Regions from separate parts of the Danio rerio genome. Here region 1 is linked to region 2. Evidence: chromatin contacts called from public Micro-C data. All regions are on one chromosome and are shown on one strand. The core of a region is the stretch at or near the end of the contact, and the rest is flanking DNA. Distances in the headings are between cores, read along the strand shown.

Region 1 (2,700 bases), core at 91-2,590, 130 kb before region 2:
TCCAAAGATTATAGAAGAAAATTTATGACAGAAATAGCTGTTTATTTTTTCTGTCGCTCATAAAGAAGATATGCTATTACTTATATTTAGCCCACCCACAAAGTGGAAATTGAAAAAAGGAACTATTGTAGGCTACTTCTGGTTTTGAATTCAAATACCACCCTTTTTATCACTGTAAGGCCCTCCATAGTTAACAAAAAAAGTTCTAATGCCAATTATGCCGTTCAAAAAAAATGGAGAAGCACATTTAAGAGGGCACTCTACCATAAAACCACAGCCAGCTGCAAGATTCAGAACTGAAAACAAAAAAGTTTAAAAAAAAAAAATAAATAAAAAAAAATATATATATATATATATTATTTTTAATGCTATTCTGGAATGCCCACATCCTAAATCGGGATTATTGTGACGTTTACATGCATCATTGATGTAGGAAGAATTAGAAATATTTGCCTGACCTGAGAATTTGGATTTATGTTGATTAAGAAACAGTGTAATTTCTTAACATGTTTTGTTATACAACAAGTAATAATAAAACTCTAACAATATTCATTCAACATTAAGTGTTGTATTGTTCTCTTAAACCACAGGATCTGGTTCTGCTTGCCATTTGAGTAAAGCAATTACTAACAGAGAGCATTGATGGTGCTGTGAATTTAGCCCATCACAACTATGGCCAATTATTTCTTTTTCTGCTAAAGGTACAGTAACAACCTTTGTGTTTTGTTTGTTTTTTTAAGTGAAAATGAGGATTGAAAGTTTCATTTTTACAAATAAACCTTGACCATTTTTGGTGCTTAAAACTGCAAACTTTATAAACCTTAATATGTAAAATATAAAATTTAAAAACTACATTTCATGGCCCTACCTATTAACCCATATAAGTGGTTGCAAAGGGCCGCCGTAGCCACCAGGGGGGCCCATTCCATGGATTAAAGGGATAGTTCACCCCAAAATGAAATCATAATGTCTTCTGTTGAACAGAAAATATAGTTACATAAAAAATGCTGGTTGATGGTACCAATAGATTTCCACAATCTTTTTTTCCTTACTATGAAAGTCAAAAATACCTTCAAACAACATTTTTTTTTAAATATCTGCTTTGTCTCATAGGAAACTCATAAAGGTTTAAAACCACATGAGGGAGCGTAGTAATTTTCAGTTTTAGGTGAACTCATTTTTAGGTGAAATCCCTTTAGGACTATGCATTCATGTTTGTACATAAAGGGGCAGTAATATCAGTTTGGTTCAGTGAAGAGAGAACAAATAAGCAAGTCTAGACTATTTGAGAAATTTAGCTTGGGGTCCCCCAAATTCTAGGGCCAACTCTGGGACCACATGGTGTATTTAACTTTGTTAATAATAAAATAATGTATAATAAAATCCTAGATTAAATCAAAATGTAAATTAAACTTAATTAATTCATTCATTAATTAATTAATTCATTCATTCATTCATGAATACAATTAATTAATTCTAAAATAATACCCTTCCATCCACAACCCATCACTGGTAAACATTCATACACACTCATACACTATAGCCAATTTAGTTTATTCAATTCACCATACCTATACATGTCTTTGGACTGAAACCGGAGCATACGGAGGAAACCCACATGAACATGGGGAGAACATGCAAACTCCAGAAAGAAATCCCAACTGACCCAGCTGGGACTCAAAGCAGCAACCTACTTGCTGTGAGGCAACAGTGCTAGCCACTGAGCCACCGTGTCACCCCCAAAACTAACTTATTTAAGCATCAAATTCAAGAACATTATAGTCGCACTTCCTCGAAAATACAAGAGAGGGCAGCCTTATGCTTCTGAACATTTTAGAGCAAGAAATTTATCTTGGAAATTGAACTTGAAGCCAAAGAAAAGCATTTAGGTACAACTTTATTATTGAGAATTTTTGAGAGACCAGGTTTGTATGAAGTTTGACATGTTTTGTCTGCATTCTTGTAAGGTGGCAAATGACAGTGCAATAAGACTTGAAATACAGTCCACAAATATTCTAGAATTAATGACAGAAACATACAGACATAAAAAATTAATTACAAATATATACAGTTTTTTTTTTTTTTTTTTTTGCATGAAACTAGTAAACATGGAAATAGTTTTTGTGGGTTTTTAAATAAAGTCTACAGTAAAAACATGTGAGAACGCCATACTTCAGGCATTGGTTAGGTCTAAGTCGAGACAGTTATTATTAAAATGAAGTACTTCTGCTTTTTATGTTTATATGTTGTTGTTTTTTGCTGCTGCTTAGATAATTTTAGTGAAAGGGGATACCATTTAGTTTTTTATTTTCCATTTCAATTTCTTTGTAAGATAATAGCTTTGGAATTCAATAATAGCCACAGATGTTGTCTAGTATCCTCGCATAAAACTAATAAAGACAATGTCTACTATTATACATCTGTTCGGTATTTTTCAAGTGAATTGAAAGTAATTTTTTCTCTGACTCAAAGAACAGCTGCCATTGTGTAAACCCCACAGACTAAAAAAACATTAAAAATGAAATCTCTGGCAGATCTTTAACTCATAAACTATTTCATTTAACAAAGAAGTCTATCTGAATCACAGTGCTTAAAACACTGCTGCAAAATCTCAGATGGCTTACATGTTTTGTTAAAGAGGGTTTTTTTTAGTGAGTAAAATCCTGAGTTAAAGCTGAGTCAACACTGTATGATTTATTA
Region 2 (2,700 bases), core at 9-2,508:
GTACCTAAAGAGATAGTTCATTGGTTCCAAATCTTTATTTATGTTGAACCCTGATTATTTTAAAGAAAAATGTAACCACTGAATTCCTTTGAAGGAAAAAAACAACATATACCAGAAGTCAATGGTTACAGGTTTTCAGCTTTCTTCAAAACATCTAGAGGAAGAGTAAATAGAAAATTACTACTTAGTAAAACAAAACTACACCTTTAAATTCTCCCTTACATCGCATTCCTCATAAATGGTACATGACTGCAACGAAGTGAAGAAATTTTCAATTTAGTCTGAACTGTTTCTTTAAGATTTAAATTGGCAAAAGCGGTGTATCGCCTATAAAAGCAAAACACTTGAGAAATGCTACAAGTAAACAACAGCCGAGTAAAGAAAAACAACCCTAGCCATTTTACTAACCCAGCTATATATCTGAACGAAAATCAAACTATTAAATTCCATTTAAACACGAATAACATAAGCTAAATTAGCTCCTTGACGTACAGTACATCATTAGCCTAACGTTAACGTTACTCCCAAATCTTTGAAAGTCAAAGAAGCGTAACAAATCTCAAGTTAACCACGGTGTTTACCTACATTTTCGCGTAACGTCAACAAAAACTAACCTTTGACGCAGTAATGGTGTTTTAAAATGTTTGCACATTCGCTTGTTGTCGACTACAATAATCGCCCATCATCAACAGTATCGAGCACTAACCTTGATCCTCTTCACTTTCTTCCACTTGTTACAACGCCATTCACTCTTTGTCGGGATTCCCCTTCATTTCCAAGCGCTCTTCCCGCATTCCCGCACCGATTTGATAGATTTCAATTGATCTGTTCCGAGATTCCCAGTCAAATCCAACGCTCCTCTGACAGTCAGTTTAACACAATGAGAAAGAGGGACAGGGCTTTAAACAGCTGTTTCCAAAATGGAGAGATCCCACAGCCAATCACCCTCCGCCCGCTCTCTCACCAACAACAGCACTTGGCATTGTTCACGCGGAGCTTCTAGTATGGTAAAATGCAGACAATTTGTATATTGAAAATGTTTGTTTAGGGAGGTTTCTGAAAAGTCTTCAAGCTGGCGTGCAGGTAGGTGAATTCGCCTGCTGAATACCTTTACAAAATTGCCATGGTAACGTCAGTTTCCGCTAAAACGCCACACTTGCGTGGTTGTTTGTATCATAAATATGTGGCAACTTAGTCACAGCTGTAGGAATACATAGCTAATTAAGTAGAATAATCACGTCTGGAAGCATTATACTTTAAAGAAGATATTACTTTGGTGTTTTAACTGTGTACGTATGATTTTAAGATGATTTACACCACCTGCGAAGATAAACCATTCCTTTCGCCATCTAAAGAAAGGAAGTGTGTGGATGAAGTTTTCGCCATGTGGTTTATGTCTCCATCTTCTGGTAAACATCATACTGCACTTCACTCTTTTTTAACATTTATTGTAAGACAGAGATGGTACACATCATTTACAATAATAATCATTAGACCAGTCATTCTCAAACTTTTTTTTTTATCAAGTACCACCTTATTGACCAGTATTTAAATACATAGTGTAGCGTATATATATATATATATATATATATAAAACGACATAAACTTTTTTTCTCACCACCACTGGTCATTTTCACAAGACAAAATTTTGTTGTAGGAAACTATTTTATATAGCTAAATTTGACTTTTGCATGCTAAAAGTACTTGAGTAAGAGACGTTTTACTTGATTTGGGTCATTAAAAAACTCAGACTACCAATATTATGATATAGGTAGCCTATATCTGCTGTATTAAACCTAAAACCTACAGTAGTTTGGCATAAAACCAAAACCCATTCTTGCCTTAAGACATCTTATTAAGCAAATTTTGAATAACAGTAAGTTCATGACATGTTAAATATATAGTAAATCTGCTGGTTTTTAACATACAGAATAATAATAAATACAGTTATGTAACAACTATAACATTACCGTTATATATTAGGACATATTTGATTAACTTTTTATTACCTACACCTGTTGACTAATGAAGGTACATTTATAATAACTATTTGTTAGACTACTGTATTGTCAAGTCATGTTGCATAGAAATGCATTCAACAGACTTATATGACTGTGAATTGCTGTAGAAGACAAATAAAACACGAGTCAGGTGTATAGAGTAAAGTTTATTTTGTTTGACCTGCAAACTTATCTAAACAAGATAAACTTTCAGAAAACAGCACGGAAACATAATGCGCGCGCTCGTTAATATAACCCGCGGTTGTCTTCAACTGTTGTTTTCAATAGTCAGTCCTTTGCACAGCAACTCAGCTGAAAAACAAAGTAAAACATTACAACAGTCAGACATAGAGCAAAGAGCACAAAATCATCAAGAGGCGACACTCTAGTCTAGTACAACTTGAGAAACAGACACTAGATGGCGCGGTGGCCATTTTATCAACAAGTTTGTATTCTCTCTGTTGTATCTCAGCTTTAAGGCACTTTTTGAATAAATTATTTAAAAACAAAGCAGCTGCTTGCCATCGCGACAGCAATGAGATCCAATGGACGGCCGATCGCTTTCACAGTGAAACGTTCTATTGAGTGTCGCCTCTTGGTCATTCTAAGCTCTTTGCATAAAGTTAAATCATTACAGTTACCATGGTTTCTATTTCAAACTATAGTAAACTAAAGTTTGAAACTATAGTTTAAAATAGAC

What was found. Hi-C and Micro-C count contacts between places; a contact is called where the count stands out from the background.
Region 1: a Micro-C map of caudal fin shows a contact between it and region 2, with 5 times the contacts expected there. The contact joins the promoter of si:dkey-78k11.9 here to the promoter of pkig in region 2. A contact is called at or near these places in 1 of 18 Hi-C or Micro-C datasets (caudal fin) and 1 of 4 datasets of contacts at active chromatin or transcription factors (caudal fin).

What each region holds. Positions count from the first base shown.
Region 1 is chr23:28,950,879-28,953,578 of GRCz12tu, reverse strand. si:dkey-78k11.9 reads right to left here and starts at 1,340. Exons shown (of 2, transcript XM_073939898.1): 1 at 1,328-1,340. The coding sequence starts at 1,340. It also overlaps a transcript of ccn5 not described here.
Region 2 is chr23:28,822,017-28,824,716 of GRCz12tu, reverse strand. pkig (protein kinase (cAMP-dependent, catalytic) inhibitor gamma) reads right to left here and starts at 1,258. Exons shown (of 3, transcript NM_001166156.3): 1 at 707-1,258. LOC137489129 (a long non-coding RNA gene) reads left to right here and starts at 985. Exons shown (of 3, transcript XR_011008480.2): 1 at 985-1,083; 2 at 1,329-1,409.